Regions from separate parts of the Mus musculus genome. Here region 1 is linked to region 2. The links are chromatin contacts, called in public Hi-C maps. All regions are on one chromosome and are shown on one strand. Each heading gives the region's core, a stretch centred on a gene start, on an enhancer-like site or on the middle of the called end of the contact. The rest is flanking DNA. Distances are from core to core; before and after follow the strand shown.

Evidence for each region. A called contact is a pair of places that touch in the nucleus more often than the background predicts.
Region 1: a contact with region 2 is called in a Hi-C map of cerebellum, with 2.8 times the contacts expected there. The contact joins two enhancer-like sites. A contact is called at or near these places in 1 of 15 datasets of contacts at CTCF or cohesin (large pre-B cells) and 6 of 484 Hi-C or Micro-C datasets (CD4 T cells, the P5424 cell line, cerebellar granule neurons and 3 more).

The regions. Positions count from the first base shown.
Region 1 is chr14:15,356,400-15,362,578 of GRCm38.p6, forward strand. Lrrc3b (leucine rich repeat containing 3B) reads right to left here. Exons shown (of 2, transcript NM_146052.4): 2 at 1,116-2,362. The coding sequence starts at 2,205. The coding sequence ends at 1,426. Among named protein-coding and RNA genes, the nearest start is that of Gm31577, 38 kb to the left of the region's middle. Within about 2 kb of position 3,747, at least 9 of the 459 cell types and tissues checked have an H3K27ac peak or open chromatin away from gene starts, as enhancers often do. A contact at or near this core is called in cerebellum, where this site is marked.
Region 2 is chr14:14,862,488-14,868,412 of GRCm38.p6, forward strand. Nek10 (NIMA (never in mitosis gene a)- related kinase 10) reads left to right here. Exons shown (of 35, transcript NM_001195229.1): 19 at 969-1,014; 20 at 2,906-3,027; 21 at 3,146-3,248. Among named protein-coding and RNA genes, the nearest start is that of Nek10, 45 kb to the left of the region's middle. Within about 2 kb of position 1,669, at least 64 of the 459 cell types and tissues checked have an H3K27ac peak or open chromatin away from gene starts, as enhancers often do. A contact at or near this core is called in cerebellum, where this site is marked.

The sequences.
Region 1 (6,179 bases), core at 2,497-4,996, 500 kb after region 2:
TGTGAAGTCACCATAGGGTTGGGACTTGTATCTTACTCTCTACCTTCACTTCCACATCTTTGTCCCTATGCTCCCATGGCTTTGACCCTCCATGCTTACCTGACACATTCATCCTAAAACAAGCAAGCAAGCAAGCAAGCAAGCAAGCAAGCAAGCAAGCAAACAAACAAACAAGGCCATCACTCCCCATTACAGAAGTCAAATGTGCTTCCAGGATCTCTGCCCATAGTTGAGTCAGACTATCTCCTTTGTGTGGCAGATATGCAGGAGCATATAGTAACAAAATTCATTCAATTTCATGTTGGTCATTTTAATCATGTAAACTCTGCATTTGTAAACCAACTTGAAAGGATTATCAATGAAATACCTCTATTTAGAAAAGACCTGGTACACCGGGCATGGTGGTGCACGCCTTTAATCCCAGCACTTGGGAGGCAGAGGCAGGCGAATTTCTGAGTTTGAGGCCAGCCTGGTCTACAGAGTGAGTTCCAGGATAGCCAGGGCTACACAGAGAAACCCTGACTTGAAAAAAACCAAACCAAACCAAACAAAACAAAACAGAAAAGACCTAGTTCAAACTCAAGCTCTAACACCTGGCTGGTGGCTGGACCTCTGTTTTATATGCACGGCCAGTGTTCACTTTTTCCTCTGGTGGTGAGAGGTATGGACAGTAGCAGTATCCGGATACCCACACAGAGCGTCCGCTGAGGGCGTGCTTGCCTCCTTCCCAAGCCTAACTCTTCCTGGATTCACCACACACTCCTGCCCACCAAAAGGCCAGCAGGAGGATAAGATTCATGGCATTGTTTACTTTCCCATTTCATCCATCACAGAGTAGAAGCATGTCTGACCTACCCGTTTAGAAAAGTAGATGCTTGCCAGCAGACATTCTAATACACTCAAGTCCTCGAGAAATACATCTGTATAAACATCTTGGCTAGCTAAATCTGGCAGATTCTTAACTGATCAACAATTTAGCTCTGGCTCCCCAGACTGCAATGAGGCCGAATGACACATCATCTTTTAATGAGATAGTCTTACCGTCACAGGGCTGTCTGTTTTACTTCGGTGCAAGTGCACTGACTATATTGTGTCTTAACCAATAAGGCACACTGTTTTCCATGGTTCAAAGTTAAGCTTTTATTCAGTTTTAAATTAAAAAAATAAATTTCATTATTAAATAGTGAGATGGGTCTAACTAATGTTCAGAGAGTTTGTTACTCAGGAACCAGAGGTCACAATTAATGGGGGGGGGGGAGATCACCTAAACTAAAATTATTAGTGTTGTTTGTGTAAAGTTCAACAGTGGCATGATTCCAAAGAAACTAAAATACAAAGTTTTAAATGTGTACAATGAAGGGGGAAATGAATCACTTATTTTCCTACAAACAGAAGCTCCCTTCCCAGTGCCAGCCAGCATGGCTACTATACCACAGTGCTAATGTCATCAGGCTCATCTGCCTTCTTTTGCCTGCTTGGCAGGGATTTCAAGTATTCAAGGTGTCTCCGGGCATCCTCCTGATTCTGCCTCACGTAGTACACCACATAAGAGATCACCATGGTGAACCAGCCAAACATAGTGACGAGCATGGCATAGTCAGTAGTCTTTTTAGGGAGGTTACACAGGTCAGCGTCATTGGCAGCATTGAGGAAAGGTCTCCCAGCGTGCTCATCCAACACTGATGTCTTGCAAATCACATTGTGTGCTGTCTCATGATTGGATGCCATGCTCCTGAGAACTTGCTGGAGAGTACAGTCACAATGCCATGGGTTGTTAGCAATCCTAGCCCTAGCCTTCAGATTATTGAAGGCATTTTTGTGCACACTTTGAATCCTGTTGTCAGACAAGTCCAGGGTCTGCAGGGTTTCTGCTACTCCTTTGAATGCATGCTCGTCAATAAACTCGATGCCGTTTTTGGACAGGTTAAGCACTCTCAGTTGATGGAGGTCCTTAAAAATCTCATTGGGGATGGATGTGATCTGATTGGAGTCCAAATACAGCAAAACTGTTTCAGGAGGGAGATCTCTGGGTATTTCCTTGAGATTTGCATTGCTACAGGTGACATTTAACCCTCCAGAGGAAGAGCAAAGGCAGCCCTTGGGACACATACTGGCAGAATGAAAACACAGTATCATCAGTACAAAGCTTTGGAGGAGGAGACACATGGAGAGGGAGCGGGACAGCCACAGGTCGACCAGATTCATCCTGCAACCTCTGCATAATCACGAGTCCATTCCTCATTCACTCCAAGGGTTGCATGTGTTCTGCCCCTGACCACACTCTGGATTTCCTTCCTGGGTGGTTCAAAAGGATGCAGCTAGCACACAGCCTTCTTCATTATTCCTGTCCTTGATTGGGAACCTAAAGGAAAGGAAAGCAGATGCAATTAGCTTTTCTGTGAGGAGACATGCATGGCAATTAAAAAGTGCCCTCAGGAGTCCACCTAAAGTAGGGGCAAGAAGGTGAGGTAGGCAGGTAATTTCCATCAAGGCCACTGGGAATTTCCTGTGTAATGGGAATCTCCAACTGAAAGTCCCAAGGCTGGGGAGAGGATTCAACAGAGGCCAACATTTCCACATCCCGTTACCTGGTTTTCAGCCAGGGCAGAATTAGAACAAACTTCTACCATCTCTTGTACTCCTCTCCTGGACCCTTCTAAGGCAATACAATTTAACTGTGCCTTTTATGCTTCCTACAGTACCAGAGGCATTATTCAAGCCAGTCCTTCACGTGGGCAGAAAGAACCTATATTTCAAGGATAATGATCACAGACAGAAATGTCTGTCGTGGGCTTTCAGAAGATATTCAATGCAGAATATTGTCTCTAAAGAAACATCTGACTTAAGAATTGGGCCGTGCCTCAGAGCTTCCCTGCACAATATTGCCTGAGGCAAACGAACAAAAGCCTTTACAGGAATTGCTTACTTTCCAGGCTCCTAAGACTATACTGTGCCTGGGAGGATGCTCACAGTGTATCCTAAAGGATTCTCTGTCTGTTTCCTAAACAACACATCTTCAGCTCAATTCAAACAGGGCACATGGCTTTAAGGCTTTTTATATAACAGAAGATAATTAAGAAATACTGGCTTCTAGGACATCCATAATAGGATATTTATTCTTTTGCAGATGCACACACACACACACACACACACACACACACACACACACACACATGCATGCACAGGCAAATGCACACACATACGTATGTGTGTACACGTATGTGTCATATATGTTTATATATATAGTATTATATACTGTGTGTAATTAACACACATATGTTTATACATAGTATAAACACACATATGCACACACACATGCACACACACAGACACACACATTTTATTGTTAGTAACAGCCATGGAAATTACTCAATAGATGATTTTCTTTCATACATGTATTATATATTTTATATGTATACACACATACATATACACACACACTGTTGGTTTTGAAAAGAGGTGTGGAAATTGCAAAATTAAGTGGTACTAGCCGATTTATACAGTTTCCTCAACAGCAGAGAGCAGAGGAGAGAATAAAAGCCAGCATATAGAACTACCCTATGATAGTAGTTTACAGAGGGGTGAATGGATCTTAGAGAGACTATGTGAATTGTCTAAGGTTACATAGCCTGTAGGAGTAAAGCCAGAAATCCTGCCTGGACCTTTGCTCTGACTCATCCATCTCACCTCCTTTCCACAGCCCCCACAGCTTCCTCCACTCCCATCTGCTCTAGGAGTGCAGGCAGGCTGCACAGAACACCGCCTTTGAACTTCTCAACACTATTATGTTGGAACTAGAACCTCTATGCTCTGGGTCTTGCTCTTTGTTAAAAACCTCACTGAGCTCAACTGAGGGGCCCCTGAATGGTGAAGAAGCCACATTTGACTTCAGACGTTTCCTTTCAGGATATTGGGAACAACACTCTCAGCAGAGCGCAGCAAATAGCTTCTTAAGTGAGCAACAAATGACTGTGTGAACATATCTTTTATAAAGATCCCAGATGGATAAATTCATAGAGAAATGACTCCAAATGTTTCCAAACTCCCAGAAAAGATGATTAATGTGATCTGGAAACATAATGAACTGAGTTGTTAATCCTGGGGAGACTCGCTTAACAGCAGAAGAGTGGTGTGGATGTGCTTTTGGAGTCCTGCATGCTTACAGTGTCAGAAAGCAAGAAGGGAGGAGCCCAGACACACTGGGCAATGAGCACGTTCATGCTTTCCTTGAATCCACCAAACACCAGAACACATAAAGCAAGGCTACTCAGATGCACCGATCCCTCTGTCAATAGCTGGTTTCATTTGTGGTCACCCATCCTTGCCTCCCTCCCATATACACCTTTGAAACTACACTGTGACATTTGTTAGTCTCTAATATCTATCTGTATGGGAGAGAAACCAAAAGAGCAGGGAAAGGAGGGGCGTGCAGACAAACAGAAGGGGACGCAGAATTACAGACTAGGGATGACAGGAGGGGAAAAGATAAGAGAGTTTGTTTGGTGAAACTAGAGGAAGTCCACATCAACCAAGTGACTTCCTTCAACTCTGTCTCAGACACAGATTAACTGAAAGGTGGCAAACTTTGCAGCGCCTTCTTGCATTTTTCTTAATTTGATTGCTTTCTGAATATATGTGTTCCCTAATTCAGAGTATAAGTTTCTTGAGAATATGAAGTTTGCTTTCTTATGTGGGAACAACAATAAATAGTGTACAAGCACTGTGAGGTCCAGCTTTAGTCTTTGTTAGCATTATTGGACCCCTTTAAATATCATTCTTTGTTATTGATTCAATATTACAAAGTCACTTAATTATGAAGTTGATTTGAGAATTATATGAGGTAATCGATCAGCAGTAAGAGTGCAGTACTTGCCAGTTATAGTTATTATCACCCTTCTTGGATGTGTGCCCATTATCTACATGGTGACTGGCACATGGGAAGATATAAATACTGTCACTGACTGAAGCAAGGTGATTTTTAACTAAAAAACCAGCTCATTAAATATCTATTGGTTCTACATGCTAATGTGGCAATCCTTGGAAACACTGTGAGTATTGGCACCTAAGGAGATGGAAGAATGGATCTTTCCTCAGTAGACTCCTCTAGACTTGGTTATGGTTTCTCTAGAATTACCATTCCAATATTGATGGTCACACATAAGAAACAAATCTGAAACACACTGAACACACTGACGTTTCAGCAGAAGTTTGCCGTCCATCTTGAGATCAGATCCTTTGTCTCCTAATGATCTATCCATGGATGGAACATCTGCTAGGTAATTAACACAGAACATCTCTTTCTTTCAGAGATGTTGGCTCCAAATAAGTGTCTCATTTTCTAACTGTGATATTTAAAAACTGAAGAACAAAGCTACTTGAGGTTGTCTAAACGGCTCAGCTACTGCGACTTGGTTTACTAACCCCATCTGGGATAGAGTGACAAGAGATTCAGGATGTGGAGAGCTGCCATAGCCTGAAAATTTAAGAACTGATGACTCATGTGTTGAAATCTAATACTAACACAAGGGTAACATAAACAGGTCTGTAGAAAAGTGATCTCTCATGTGTAGCATTAACACCCCTGTAAGCATGACTAGAGAAATTCTTGTCTCTGCATTCCATGAGGACACATACCAAGTACCATCTTTGAACCAGGAAATCAGTCTCCACTATATGCAAATTATTTTGAGACTTTGATCTTGGATTTTCCAGAACCATGATAAGTCAATATTTATTATGTCACTAGAAAAATAGACTGGTATATTGTTCAGGAGACACACACAACAGCTCAAATATCCAATCAAAGTGAGATCATTTCACAAATGGGGGTGGAAGGGGTGTGATGCTGATTAACTACTTCAGAATGATTGCCAGCATGGCCTGGCCTTAATGTAGTGTACAAATGGACAACAACTGATGAACAGACAATTCTCCAAGAAAGAGGAAGATATTCTCTTATTGGTTATCTCCCACAAGAACAATGTAGAAACATGACTCAACCCCAGGTCTATTTTGAATTAGCTTTCCATATAAAGGCAAAGAGAAAATAAGCTGCAGAGATGGAGACAAGGGTACCAGACTGACATCAAAATGAAAGTTCTTAAGAGAAGGGCTGGGGTTACAGAGGGATAGCATGGCCAGCATCACCAGATACCAGCTGTCTATGAAATAGACCTGAA
Region 2 (5,925 bases), core at 419-2,918:
CCTATAGTTTGACATCACTAAGTTACAACAAAAGTCACCACTAATGGATTAGATCGCAAGAAGCCATCCCATCCGTTCAGAAACTCATCCTGTCCCCACTTGCTAGTTGATTTGGGTGCTAATTTGTTTAAGTGCGTTTCCTAAGAAAAAGGGTCCAGAAGAGGCCAATCAGGGTGCCACAGTTTAGATTTTGATGTCACTGAAGATTGTCCCTCCTGTGGGAGCCACCTGAACCAAAAAGAAGGATGTCATGGAATACAGAAGCCATAGGTACGGGAGTGAGAGACCCTGTCTGCTAAGAGGTGACAATGAGCACAGCACAGAGGCTTCGAACTACCAGGCTTAGAGAATGGCACAAGTTGGCATTATTCCCTGTTCCATGCAACTGCTGGTGACACCTTCCCATCCCAAGTGGGAAAAGCAGCAGAAAGGACACTTCCAGGGCTGAGGGACAGACAAATGTCACTGCTGCCTGGGAAGCCACATCCTGGCTACTCTGCTGCTGATAACCCTGAGACCGCTGGGTTGGTGTGAGTAGCAGCTACGTGGGCCCCACTCAGAGGGACACTCAGAGGCACAAACCATTTATAGACATCATGGCAATTCCTCTGAAACAAGACACTTTACCTAGAAACTACATTCTAAATAAATAGTTGGAGACATTTTACACCATTTTTCTTTTTTAGAACTTTCTCCCTCCCTGTGTAGCTGAGGCCCAACCCTGGGGCAGAGCATGCTAAGGGAATCGTTAAGGAACTGATCAGTCCTAAACCTGTCCACTGCCCATTAGGAAGTGCAGCATCTTCTAGCCTGGTTCACAAAGGCATGGAGGACACTGTCTCTTTCATTAACTTAAAAAAGTCATTTAAAACCTTAAATGGCAGCTGGCAGTCTTAGATGAAACTTCAGTGTACAAAAGCTTGTGTTTTGAAGAGTCTGATAAGTGTTTGCTATTTGTTTTCTTACAGCTTTATCATCCCAATGTTGTACGTTATTATAAAACATTTTTGGAAAGTAAGTATGAATTGCTTTCTAAGTAAGGAAACATATGTTTGTTATTTATATACATTTATATTATGTTGGCAGAAAATAAACCCATTCAGCTATTTTCTACTGGCTTTTATTATTAGGCATTGCTTTCTTAAGCAGTAAAATAATTTTTTAATTGATGACCTGAGAATACTTAAAATATTTTGATCTGTATTATATAGAGGCACAGTGTGAATAAACAAAAATAATTAAATTATTGTACAGAAAAGGAACTGTAGAAGAAAAAGAGAAAAGAGAACTAAAGCATGATGTTTTATTTTTCTTTTTGCAAGCTCACAGCAGCATCTAGTGGCATTTTCCACCCCTAATAAAATGGATTGGACTCCGCCTTCAAGGTTTTTTTTTTTTTTTCTCACAAATTTCAGTAGATGCCACCAGGTGGCGCCAGAGTCCTGGCTGAGCCTGCAGGCTGGCTGGCTTGTTTCCTGCTTGTGGGATGGAGAGCACAGTCAAACAAAGCCAAACTCAGTCGCTTGTTTACAAGTGAAGGAAGTATTGAACTTAACCATCTGTAGCATAAAATCCTGAAGTATTAGCCGGGCATGGTGACTCAGTCCTTTAATCCCAGCACTTGAGAGGCAGAGGCCGACTGTGTGTGTTTGAGGACAACCTGATCTACATAGTGAGTTTCAGGCTGGGCATGGCTGCATAGAGAGACCCTGTCTCAATACTAAACAGAAGCTGTTCTGTATGCAGCTCAATTGCTATGTTTTTACCCATTTCCCTTCTTTAAGTGATTTAGATGGACTCCTTCCTCCTTACGTGCTAGTTCTTAATATCGGGATTATTCCTGTAATTAAAGCTATCAGATTTAGTTCCTGACTTAGACTGAAGTAAGTACAAGTCATTACAAAAACAAAACACTTAACCTGACGACTTCCAAAATAAATTGAAGGAAACTTAAAATATGTATAATATTACCAAGTTATAAACTATGATGAAGAAGACTATAATTTGAGAAAATGAAAACAAACAGCTAAGCATAGTGCAGGCAATATGTATTTCTTGGAATGGTGAAACTTGGGAATCTATAAATGTCCGTAAGAGAGATGCTATATGGTTTATTCATTTTTGCAATCCTGTGAAAGGCAACAGGAAGAACAGTGTGCTTACATTCATGCTGCAGTGTGAGACTGGTGGAGAAGCCAGTGGGCAGGATGGGAGATGTCTGTCCTTTGCAGGCAGATTGTGTATGTGTGTATTTTGTGTATGTCCAACAGTCAGAAAAGACACATGTCACATATCATTATTAGTAGTTCAAATTGGCTTTAAAGGAGTGTATTCAGAGAACAAAAACAGCAACAAGAAAACCAAAAACCCAAACAGTGCTAAACCCTTGTAAACCCTAACATAAAATCAGAGTCCAGGTCTCTCTACTCGAGAGGGGCCTAGCAGTAATCTCTGTCATGGGTAGGTGCTTTAGTCTGTGTTATTGCAACATCATAGCGTGATCCGTGGGTAAGTTTGTATGACATAATCTATGTCACCATACAAAATGCAATTTATAATGCGGTTTTCTGAACGTCTTATTTGATCCGAGGTACTAAGAGGCAGGCCTCGTGACTTGAGACAGTTGGCTTACTGTCTTTGACATGGTTCAGGCATTCTATGGTATAAGCAGAAAATGATTATGCTTGCCAGAGAGGAGAAAGTCTGGAGTCAGAGGAAGTTGCTGCTAGGCTGTGACTGCCCCAAGGGCAGCTCTGTGCTCTGCCAGCATTCAGTGGATCCTGACACTAAGTTTTCCGTTTTGTGCTCCAACACTCCTTGGAAAGCCCGGGTTCTAATTTGTGAAGGTTTTCCAGGGCTTTATACTGACTTTACATTTCTGTGACTCCTTTTTGCTTTTGCATAGATGACAGGTTGTATATCGTTATGGAGCTGATAGAAGGAGCCCCACTTGGAGAGCACTTTAATTCTTTGAAGGAAAAACATCACCATTTCAGTGAAGAGCGACTGTGGAAAATATTTATACAGGTACACTACACCCTTCATTGAAATTTTCTTTATACAACAAAGTTCTGAGCTACCTTAGAGATACACTGTTGGTTACGTATATGGCAGGAATCAAATTTGCTTCCATTCTTGTTTCAAGCTGTGCTTAGCTCTTCGGTATCTGCACAAGGAGAAGAGGATTGTTCACAGAGATCTCACGCCAAACAACATTATGCTGGGAGATAAGGACAAAGTGACAGTTAGTAAGTATAAAAGTCTTCAACTTTTTAACTGAAGAAGTTCTGAATGTCAGTTGAGAAATGCACCCCATTTCAGAGTGGTGGTGCTTGTCAGTAGAACTTTTGGCATAGATGGAAATGTTTTCTCTGAGTTGTCCAGTGGAGTGAGTAAGCACTAGCCACATGATACTCTTGGGCAAGTGGAATGTGGCCCCTGTGGCTGAGGAAATGAACTTTTATATTTCATTAACTTTTGAGCTGGGTATTGGTTTGCACACATTGGAAGGTGGAGGCAGATGGATCTGGAGTTCAAGGCCAATTTCAGTGACATAGTAAGTTGGTGCTAGCCTTAACCAAACTTTTTTTCAAAAAGCCAAACCAAACCAAACCAAAAAACAGCAATAGCAAAAAACTCAATAAGCAAAATTCTTTTGTTAAATTATAATTACTTTCCATATCCCTGAGACAATAATGTTTGCACAATATTGGATAATGGAAATACTGTTCTAAATGACTGTTTTGCTCATATGAGAGATACAGTACTCTTAGGATGCTTCTGTGTTTAATTTAACTCCTCAATTAATGCTTTCTGAGTTTTTCTTTCTACCTCATAAACAGAAGCTTTGCTGATTAACACATTGAGCACATTGCTTTGGACTACTTTATCTCAGTCTGTCTTAAAGGTGTCAGACTTGCAGGGCTTTACAAACACAGCGACTTGTATCCTTTGACATAGCTGTTTGTTTCATTGGTTGGTGTTTTCATCTGTAGCAGAAAGGCAGATAACAGTAAATTAAATTTCATTGATTAGGACAGAGTTAGGGGGCACTTCAGCACTGGAGAGGCAGAGGCAGGGGTAGAGGCAGAGAGGCAGAGAGGCAGAGAGGCAGAGAGGCAGAGAGGCAGAGAGAGGCAGAGGCAGAAGAAGAGGCAGAAAGGCAGAGGCAGGGAAGTACGAGGGGGCAGAGACAGGGAGGCAAGGAAGCAGGAAGGCAGGAAGAAAGAGATAGAGAGAGAGAGACAGACAGACAGACAGACAAAGGCAGAGGCAGGTAGATTTCTTTCAATCTGAGGCTAGCCAGTCCTATGTAGTTTTCGTTTCCAAAAAATAAATGAATAAGTAAAAAATAAATACTAATAACAATACTAATAATAGTAATTAAAACTTTCCCCTCTAAATTAGAAGGTTTATTTTTACCCTATATTTATTTTTCTAACTCTCCATGGTTAACTACTTTTTAGTTCAGAGTGATAATCTATTTTTCCCCTGAGCCTTTTTCCTCTTGTTTGGGATATGTATGGTTAACTAGCTACAAAGGGGAGACACTCTTCATGTAGACTTTTAGTCTCTACACAGGTTGCTTCTGAGATTCCTACAGTAAAAGAATGTTTGAGAGCACACTACTAGAGTGCAGGCTTGTCTATGAATTCTGTATAAAGATGCTATGGAACACAGCAAGTTCTAGAGCAATTGATGATAAAGGGATACATTAAAAAAACAAAACAAGAAAAAACCCCCAAGCCACCACCAACAAAACCTGGTCACTTGGTATTGGATACCAATTGCTTGCTCTTCCCTGGGAGACTGTGTCTTCCTCTTTGAGAATTCCTTAGGAGCTAGTAGTAATCTGTGTGGGATTGAGGGCTCCTGGACTTTCCCGGTTTGATTTCTGATGTCTTCTGTTGTCTTTCTTCAATTATGTTTGCTTCGTGAGTGTAGCTTCTAACATTCTTAGGAAGCACAGTCTCACAGCAAAGTCCCTGGTTTTCTGACTTTTACGAATCTTTCTCCCCCTCTTCTACAATTGGGACTGGGCTCTACAATTTGACATTTTGATTAGTTGTGATTTTCTGTAATGTTACAAGATACAAGTAATGTTATCCAGATTGAATAGGTTATATTTATGTAATATATGTTTATGTGTGCACACATGTGTGTGTATGTATGTATGTATGTATGTATGTATGTATATATAATATATATGTATGTATGGATGTGACAACACTTAATGAAAAAAAGAGGCCATGAATTTGAAAAATAACAAGGAGGGGGGTATATGGAAGGAGGGGCATATTTTGGAGGGAGGAAGGGAAGGGGGAAATGATGTAATTATAAATCTCAAAAAAATAAAAAAAATAATAAAAGGAGTGGTGTTAACATTTTTCCTGATCGTTGCCACCTCCCAGTGGATAGTTTAAAGGTCAATTTGTAGGTCCCAGCTCCCCAATGGGAGGGACATCCAACTTGCACTTGATTTCAGAACATAAAATGTTTTCTAAAACAGGGATGGTGATGTGGAGGGAGAAAGCACCTCAGGGCGCCCATACTAAGGCGTCCCTCACCCATGCCCTGAGAAATTGGCTCTAGGACAGGCTTAGTATAAAAGGAAGTTTATTTGGGAGTAGGAGGAGACCTGGAAAGGGGACAGAGGTGAAGAGAGGACTGAGATGAGAAGGACAGAGACAGAGGGAGAAAGGAGGAGGGGAAAAGACTGGCTGGGGCCATGTGGAAAGAGAGAAAGAGGAGAGGGGAGGAGAGGGGAGGGGAGGGGAGGGGAGGGGAGGGGAGGGGACAGAGAAGAGGGGAAAGAAAAGAGAGGAGCGAGATGGGAGGAGGTACTGAGGGATCTTCTTATATGCCTGACTCCTGGCTCTTAAATAGCAGGGTGGGTGTTGCTAGGTAATAGTTGGGCGGAAGCTA